2 separate regions of the Mus musculus genome follow, and region 1 is linked to region 2. The links are chromatin contacts, called in public HiChIP or PLAC-seq maps. All regions are on one chromosome and are shown on one strand. The core of a region is the stretch at or near the end of the contact, and the rest is flanking DNA. Distances in the headings are between cores, read along the strand shown. Region 1 overlaps Slmap (sarcolemma associated protein). Region 2 overlaps 4933413J09Rik (RIKEN cDNA 4933413J09 gene).

The links. HiChIP or PLAC-seq counts read pairs in DNA pulled down with a chosen protein or histone mark.
Region 1: an H3K27ac HiChIP or PLAC-seq map of extraembryonic endoderm stem cells shows a contact between it and region 2. The contact joins two enhancer-like sites. A contact is called at or near these places in 1 of 39 promoter capture datasets (liver), 1 of 15 datasets of contacts at CTCF or cohesin (pro-B cells), 42 of 484 Hi-C or Micro-C datasets (B cells, the Ba/F3 cell line, the HPC-7 cell line and 25 more), 7 of 115 datasets of contacts at active chromatin or transcription factors (the HPC-7 cell line, astrocytes, embryonic stem cells and 2 more) and 3 of 9 other capture datasets (adipose tissue, embryonic stem cells and liver).

The regions. Positions count from the first base shown.
Region 1 is chr14:26,445,137-26,449,661 of GRCm38.p6, reverse strand. The region is part of intron 13 of Slmap (sarcolemma associated protein); the gene reads left to right. Among named protein-coding and RNA genes, the nearest start is that of Gm34223, 43 kb to the right of the region's middle. Within about 2 kb of position 2,946, at least 2 of the 459 cell types and tissues checked have an H3K27ac peak or open chromatin away from gene starts, as enhancers often do. A contact at or near this core is called in extraembryonic endoderm stem cells, where this site is marked.
Region 2 is chr14:26,375,984-26,380,564 of GRCm38.p6, reverse strand. 4933413J09Rik (RIKEN cDNA 4933413J09 gene) reads right to left here. Exons shown (of 8, transcript NR_038005.1): 4 at 4,207-4,303. It overlaps Gm52114 (a long non-coding RNA gene), which reads left to right. Exons shown (of 4, transcript XR_003951124.1): 4 at 2,305-2,451. Among named protein-coding and RNA genes, the nearest start is that of Gm52114, 12 kb to the left of the region's middle. Within about 2 kb of position 1,309, at least 30 of the 459 cell types and tissues checked have an H3K27ac peak or open chromatin away from gene starts, as enhancers often do. A contact at or near this core is called in extraembryonic endoderm stem cells, where this site is marked.

The DNA.
Region 1 (4,525 bases), core at 1,697-4,196, 67 kb before region 2:
TTTTTTATTTCTCTAAACTTGATCAGTTTATTTATGATTAGAAAACATCAAGTAACTGTAGTTCTGTGGTTTATATCCCCATCATGGGAAGACTTTCTCTCAGAGTTAGATGTTGCTAATATTTGATCTCTTCGTTCTTAGTTTGTCTTCTCTAGATACATTGAAGGCTATTGGCAGCTCTTTTAGCACTTGAGTGGCAAGAAAAGGATGATGGTAAACTCATGCCAGTGCTGTTTTCTCTGTTCTTGAAATTGGTCAGTTTTCATCGAGTTCTGATTCTGAACCCCTCTCTCTCTCCTCCTTATTCCTCTTCCTCTCGTTTCAAACAAAACCAAACCAACCAAAAACCTGTTCCCAGAATATCTTCTATAGCAAGAATTCCTTTAGCTGATTTTACGTCACCAGAAATGAATCCCACTGTACCAATCTGAATTTTAAAATGCATGTGTGCAGCCCCTTCTGTGAAGTTCTAACGCCTTATTTCTGCTGGGAGTTGCCCGTCTCTGAGGAAGATTAGTTGCCAACTTGATGTTGAATTCTAGTTCTAATTTCATTTAATTATAACTTCATTATAATTTTAGTAAGTTTATTTTTGGCATTTGCTTTTTCAGAATCAACCAACTCTTCAGGTGGCTTTGGCTTGTTTCCATTTATAATCTTAGAGAGGAATGCTGGGAGGACTTGTTTCACTTACCATATGATTTCTGGCAAATTAGCCCCCTTTAGCTTTCCTTTCTTCATTTATAAAATGAGATGGTTGTACATACCTCATGACACTTTTAAAGCTGAGTTGAGATTATATTCACCTGAGCTCGCTGCTCTTGTGAGCTGGAGGGAGGAGACACACGATGTCTGACTCTGCAGGGACAGCTGCAGAAGCTTGCCTGGAGTAGCACTGTCCCCTCCTCCCTCCTAGGCATGGAGCAGCGAGCCAGCTGAGCTAGCTTTGTTTTCTCAGAATCTGGAGTTTTACTTGTTAATTAACAGTATGCATGCCATTTACATTATTTTAATTGCTGGCATGTTTGCAATTAAGCACATTATTATAACAATATTTCATGATGAAACTCCGTTTTGAGATTTAGAAATATTTTTTGGGTTGGTAGTTGCAGAGCAGATAGTCTAGTTCTCCTCTAACCTGAATTTACCTAGGATTCTTAGTTGTACTTATGTCTTAGCATCGTGGTTAGTTGTCCTTGTCATCTAAGGAAAATGTGTCTCTGGTGTTAAGAACCTAATCTTTGCACACCTGAGTCGTCTTCTTTTTTTTTCCCCCTCAAGATTTATTTATTTATTTATTATTTATTTAATGTATATGAGCACACTGTAGCTGTACAGATGGTTGTGAGCCATCATGGGGTTGCTGGGGCTTGAACTCAGGACCTCTGCTCACACCAGCCCTTCTTGCTGCAGCCCAAAGATTTAATTATTATCTGTAAGTACACTGTAGCTCTCTTCAGACACACCAGAAGAGGGTGTTAGATATCACTCTCTTACGGATGATTGTGAGCCACCATGTTGTTGCTGGGATTTGAACTCAAGATCTTTGGAAGAGCAGTCAGTGCTCTTAACTGCTGAGCCGTTTCTCCAGTCCAATAGCTATATTTTTAACAGAAACTTTAAAACACCAAGACAGCTGAAAGTCTTCTTGTGAGTATGTCACTTTATTCCTTATTTCTATTTTAAACCACATAGTAATGTGGTACATAATTTATTTCTGTGAACCAAGAAATAAGCTTAGTTCTCATCCAGTAGGGTTTTGGCAGATTCAAAATTTTAAAATTTACAATTTTATCATCCTATACTTTATGACTAAAATAAATGTTTAGATGATGGTCCCTCGTGTAGTTAAGATGATTTTGTTGCTAGTTTTGCTTCCCAGAATAAGCTCCATATAGAAGTGCCCAAGGAGATAAATTAGATTAAAACTCAAGGATGTTCATAGCAGCAGGTTTATAATAGTCCCAAACTGGAAACAACTCAGAAGACTTTCAATATTAGTGAATAAATGCACTATGATCTGTTGGGTGACAGAGCATAACATGTAAGAATATGCACTGTAGTAGTTTATTTAGGAAGTTAAACCCTGAAAGTTATATTTATTTAGTCAGGTATGTTTGGGTAGTGTGACTAAAGAAATGCGAAAGAGTGCACAGGGAGATAGCTTGCTTGGCAAAGTGCTTGTTGCACACACACAAAGGCCAGAGGGATGTCTAGTAGCAGTAGAAAAAAACGGCACAGTCACACATCCTGGTAATCCCAGATAAGGTGAGGCAAAGACAGGAAGATGTGTTGGCCAGCTGCACTAGCTGGATGGTGAGAACCAGGTTCAATGAGAAATCATCTCTCAAAAAATAATATGAGAGCAACTGAGGAAGGTACTCAGTGTAATCTGTGGCCTTCACATGCATGTGCACACATGTGCCCACATACCCACACATGAATACACATGAATACTGAGGAAGGTACTCAGTGTAATCTGTGGCCTTCACATGCATGTGCACACATGTGCCCACATATCCACACATGAATACACATGAATACTGAGGAAGGTACTCAGTGTAATCTGTGGCCTTCACATGCATGTGCACACATGTGCCCACATACCCACACATGAATACACATATACATACCAAGAAATGGAGGAAGCAAATAAATATGAAAGGGTAAGTATTACAAAGTCAGGTAGTCCTTGCCATTGTGGGAAGAGAACGTAGAGAGTTGATATCGACCTTTGAAGGTTGATAGAAAGGATCTGTTCTTTGACTGGGCAATGCCCTCAAAGAAATTCACTTTATAAATACCTACACCTTTTAAAACCTCTGTGTGTGTGTGTTATTTACACAATAAATACACATGACTAAATGTGGCACTATCCAGATGAGGTGGCACATGCCTGTAATCTGAGCAGTGAGCAGGCTGAGATAAGAGGGTTGCTAGAGCAACACGGCTGATAAGTGATAAGACCCTGCCTCAAGTAAATGAGGAGGAACAAGAGCATGGTAATAATCCCCACTCTAGAGTAATACTTAAGTATATCAAACAAACCAACCGTGGATTGGATTGGTTTGGCTTGGTTTGGTTTTTTATTGTATCTATTGTATCTCTTTCAATTGTGGCAAGTCAGATAACTCCTTCAAGATCTAAAGGATCTTCTGTTACATGGAAGTTCTTTCTTCTGATCTCTGATGAGGGGTAGGGGAAGTAGGCCATAAGCTGTTCTTTCTGTAGATTATAGGTATTGCAATAGAGCTTCTGTGTTGTTGGAGGTTTTATGTTTTGTTTGCTTTGTTTTTCACTTTCTCAAAATGAAAGGGAAAGTTTTGAGCAATATATTCTAATATGATACCCCCCTATTTATGGTTTTTCATGACAAGAGTTTTTCTGTGTAGCCCTGGCTTCTTAGAAGTTGAGAGCAACTTCAGGCTGGCCTCTGCCTCTCTGAGTTCTGGCATTAAAGGTGTAACCTACCATCACCTGGCTGAGTTTTTGATGTTTAAGACAATCGTTGTAGTTGAGAAAGACCAGAAGAGATGATAACCAGACAGATATGAGGCCTAGGTCAGATCTGTGTTGACACACCTCCCCATTCTCTTTAAACCAATTTCCTTGTTATCGTGTCTTTGTTATCCTGGTGCACAGTAATATTCGAAGGACTCCTTTTGTTCCCATAAGTAGTTTATAGTGAATTGAGGAAAGTGGAGGTAATGGACAGCTGCAGCATCCCGTCAAAGAGATTTGAATAAAGAATAGTGGAGCAAGAGAGGAAGGACACCTACATCATTTAGGAGAAAGGAAGAAAATAGAAACTCAGCTTTAGCCACAATGAGATTACGTCCCTGTGGGATTCTGCATGAAGATACCTAGAAAGCAGTTAGAGAATAGAGTTCTGGAAACTAAGAGAGAATATGACTTGCCATCAGCATTAAAAACAGTTCAGTTGCAGATAATTAATACAATGAATAGATGAATGCTATTGCCACTAGAAAAAATCTTGAATGCCAAATACACATATTTAAATTATATCCTCATGGAGAAAAAGGCAATGAAAGGCTAAGAAAGGAGTGGGCAGGCATAGGAAATGAATGGGCAGTCCTAGAAATAAAAGACACAGTTTTTAAAAGGCAGTTGAAAGCTTTTGATTAAATACAGTTAGTGAATCCATTTATAACAAAAGATTTAGGTCACAAGGACAAAGGGGTGGGGGAGACTTTAGCAAGTCATAGGTGTCAACAAAATTTTGGAATATTCCAAAAAAGTTAATCAGGTGTGAGAGATTTGGAATTGTATTCTGTTTCTTACTCTACAGGGGGTAGAGGGGAAAGTTTTGAATAGACAGCCCAGATGCCAAAGGTGCTCAGGACCCGGGAATCCATGTGGTGCTTTAAGCAAGGGTGTGGGTTTACCTAAGAGCAGTCTGTGCCTTATTTTCTTTACCCTGCGCCATTCAGGAGCTGCTGCTCACAAGTCTCCTGAACTGCTCTGTGTCCCATAAGAGCTTCTAGAACTTTGCAGGTTTGAGTAT
Region 2 (4,581 bases), core at 60-2,559:
AAGGATCTCTCTTGCAAGCTTTCTTTTCTCTCCTTTCCTCCCACTTTCCCCTCTCTTCTATTTCTTCCTCTCCGCTCTGTCTCTTTCCTCTTTGTCTTTTCTCTGCTCTCTCCTCTCTGCTCTCTGCTCTCTCCTCTCCTTTCCCCCTTTCTGCCTTTCTTTCTCCTGTCTCTCTTTCCTTCTATCCAGTCTGTCCCTCAACCATCTCTCTTTCCTTTCACCTCCTCACCCGCCTTTTCTTTCCTTCTGTCTCCTACTATTTTTGTTTGTTTGTTTACAGAGAAGACAGAATCTTTTTATGTAGTATATGCAGGTTAGTCTTAAGGTCAGGGTCTTCCTGCTTCAGTCTCCCTCCCAAGGACTGGGACTGAGTGTGTATACCATACCCAGCTACCAGCCACACTTTATATCTCACTATCATAATTTAATCTTACAAACATAAATAATTATATGAAACCCTGGGAGATACTGACCTTCCTAGGAGCAAAGTGCATGGTTAAATGTTGGGACTTGGAGATCTAGCCTGGGCTATAAAGTGAAACTTTGTCAGCATAGAAGGAAAACAGTTCATAGTCACTCTAGATATGAGTTCTGTGGACACTCTGAGCTTCTTAGCAACCTGACGGAAATCAAATAATGAAAGTCTGAACTATTTAAGTATTGTAGAAAATATTGTTCCAATATGTTGGCATCTTCTTATTTTTCTTTTTCTTTTGCCATATCTAATTCTAGAGAAACCCACTTTCATGTTTAACAGTAAAATTTATCTTTTCAGGCTAGTTGGCCTTTTGTTTGTTTGTTTGTTTGTTTGTTTCTTTCTTTCTTTCTTTCTCCCCCCCACCTTTCTTTGAGGCAGGGTCCTACTATATAGCTTTAATGTCCTGGAACTTGCTATGTAAACAAGGCTGGCCTTGGTTTACATAGAGATTTCATAGAGCTGTACCTTCCTTTGCCTCCCCTGGTATAAAAGGCATGTGCCACAATGCCAGGTTAAACTACTGTTACTTGCAGTTATTGAGAGACTTAGAGCACTTGGGCCATTAAAGATGTGAACCTGAGGTACACAGATGAGAGAGAGAGAGAGGGAGGGAGAGAGAGAGAGAGAGAGAGAGAGAGAGAGAGAGAGAGAGATTAGATCATTACTTCTTGTCACTTTATTGTCTTGGAACAAAGAGAAGCAGAGTAATCCATGCAGGCTATGGAGGGAAGAGAAAATGGCCTCAGGAATGTTCTCTAGATTGAGGGGAATGTGGCCTTGGACTTTTCTTCCTGACCCTGGGGCAATCTGACTCAGCAGATTCAGCATAAAGGGTGCATTGTCTCAAGAGAACAGCCTCCAAGAACGCAGCTGTTTTCTTTGCTCGCCTGTGCTGTATGGACTCCAGATCCAAAGACTCCCTGGTAATGGGAAAACCATGAGAAAACCTAAGAAGCCACGGGACAGTGTGTAGTTATCCTCTACCTGCCTCTTCACTGTCCATCATTTACTGTCAGGGGGACTGATTGTTGCAAAAATGTACTTCTCAGCCTCAACAAATGCTTACATCTTCAGGTCCCTTCTGTTTTGAAGATGGTGTCTGCCTGAACCTACAAGTGTTAGCATTCTTGACTCTGAGTGGAGGTAGAGACAATTGTCAATTTGGAAGAGTTTGGGTAACAGCATAAGGCATGTCAAGTGATCAGGTCCAGCCAGCTGTCTATCCACCAGGCCACCTCATCCTCACTAAGGTAGCCTCTAAGGTACACTGAAGCTCACCAGGCCACAGGAACTAGATTTTCATCACAGGTCACTGCTAGACAATCAGAGATAGACAATAAAAATGGTTAGCCAGATGTGATGGATGGCAATTTTTGATTGTCAACTTGATTATCTTACGTTTTTGGTTGGAGAAAGGATAGATGAATCATGTTAGGTGTAATTATGACCTGGTAATTGTCTTCATTTGGAAATTAATAATGGCACAGGAGATATGATTGTGTGTCAAGATGACACTGGGTGAATTTGGGATGGCTATGATTGGTTATTAACTTGATTACATCTGGAATTAAGTCAAACCCAGCAATAGAGGGGTACACCTGGGAGGGAATTTGGTGCTGAGTTAAAGTGGGAAGACCTATATCGAATCCTGACCTTGAAGGTAGGAAGTCAAGACCTTCAAACCAGATCTTTTGAGCTGGGAAACCCCACCTCAAATGTGGGCCATTTCTGTTGAAAGCCTATATTAGGACCCAGAGGAGGAAGTAGTTGCTCTTTGCCTACCTGCTCTCACCTTGCTAACAAGTCCATTCCTTCACTGGCATTAGAGCCTGCTTCTTCAGGATTCCAGCATATACTGAAGACCAGCTGAGACATCCAGCCTTGTGGACTCTCCTATTGGACTCTCCATTCATGGACAGCCATTGTTGGATTACCTGCACCACAGCCTGTAAGTCTTTCTAATAAATGCCTTTCCTATATATGGAGAGAGTCGTTTTGTAAGTTCTGTTCCACTAGAGAACACTAGAGAACCCGGGCTACTACACCAGGCATGTAGAGAAGACCTTGTGGTCTCATAACAGTCCCAGCTCAGCTACAGATTTCCAATGGCCACCTCCCCTTCACCTGTTTCTCAGGGGATGCACTGATGATGGCAGCAGTCTTGGTTTCTATAACTTCTCTACAAGGCAATTTTACTAAAAGTTGGAACACACTGTGATGTAACTTCCTGAGGGCATCAGACGGAGACATTCCAGTTCATATGAGGAATGCTATGTAATTCCCGATGCTCCGTTTCTGTGACAAAGACCTGGTGGCCCCATCCACATGAAGAACAGAGGACAAACTTGTGGGAAGTTTGTTCTCTCTGTCAACCCTGTGAATCCCAGGGAAGAAAATCAAGTTTGTAGGCCTGGAAACAAGTACTATTCTGTGCTGAGCCATCTGGCCAGCTGACTACACCAGCCATAGAATTGAAAGAACTATGTATCTATATTGGTGTTCCTTGTGTGTATATATGCCCTTTATTTATAAAGAGTAGATTTTTGTATCTTTGGTTTGACAGCACCAGTCTTGGGACCCCCAGGATTACTTTCTTCATACACTAACCCAGAAATCCCCCCAAGAATAAATCAGTCATCTGAACAAACACTTCCTTGATATACCCTGAGGGCTGCTGTGGTAAAAAGCAGCATCAACCACTACTCTCTCTTCTTAGCCCTGCACAGAGAAGCCCCCAGCTCAGGCACGTGGCCTCTGCCCCAGATTATGTCCACACAGGCTTTCCTGAAGCTTCCTCTCAACACTGCCTGGTTGGAGCATCTAAAGGGGTTCCTTACCCTGCACCACACCAGCAGGGTTTTCTTAGTTCTGCATCTCATCTGATGGGCCTAATCTACATTGTCATCCTAGATGAGACATGACAGACCTGCTCCAACCCCGACAGTAAGTGATGCTGGAGCAGGATCCTGAACACATGAATACCCTGCTTAGGTATCTGGTAGCCAAAGGCAATTAGCATGCACACCTCATGCCCCTGTCCCTGCAGATCTCCAGAAACCTCCCTCATTTGTTGCAAGTGATCTAGACCATCTACTATAAAACAAATGGCTGGAAGGACAAAAGCCAAGTGCAGGGACTGGATGAGCACCCTTTAAGAGGAGTTGTTGCTCTCCCTGAGGGCCCAAGGAGCAGCTAACAAGCCTCTGTAACTTCAGTTCCAGATGGAATCTATTGCCCTCTTCTGGCGCATGTGGGAATTGCATGCATGTGGTACACAGGCCCTTAGCATGCAAAACACCCATACACATAAATGAATGAAATAAATCTCAAACACAAACAAACAAAAGCAGAAAAACAAAACTATATCCCTACATGTCGAGGAAGTCATTGTCTCTGCAATGCATCTATCACTAATGCTATATTTCATGAAAACCAGAGGCAGATAGCTCAGGGTTTTCTGATTTCTTCTATACACACTTAAATTTTTCATCTCTTAAGGTATTAGAGGAGTACAGTTATGTCTTCTATTAATTTGGTCTTTTTGATCATTTTATGAACCTGAGTATATAGAGTATTGTATTTTAGTAACATTTAGTATATTTAGCTAATATGACCTCAGAGATATAGTAGAGATAGTTTTGCTCTCACAAGGGAGTATCCACAGAGACCATCTACACGCAAGACATCACCCCTCTGTGTAGCATTATGAACCCCAGCTAGGAACTCACTGTGTAGACCAAGCCACTTGGCACTTGCAGACATCCATCTCTGCCTGGGAGTTCTGGTGTTACAGGACTGTGATGCCGCAACTGATTCCAGACAGTCCTTAAGAGAGAAGAGTGGGAAATTGCTTTTTCATTCATAAAACAGTAATTTTACCCAATGGGGGCTTAAAAACAGCAGCCATTATATACAACCTTACCAAAATAGCAAATCAATGACAAGACCCTTGCTTCTCCAATGCCTGCCAAGGAATTGCCACTTGTGTGACCACCCCAGGAGAGGGGCTTCCTATGCCAATGTCCTTCTTCTGGGTTCAGAGGGCTGACCTGTGACACTGCCACTAATTCCTGCAGAGGAAACATTTGCCAGCATGGGGCACT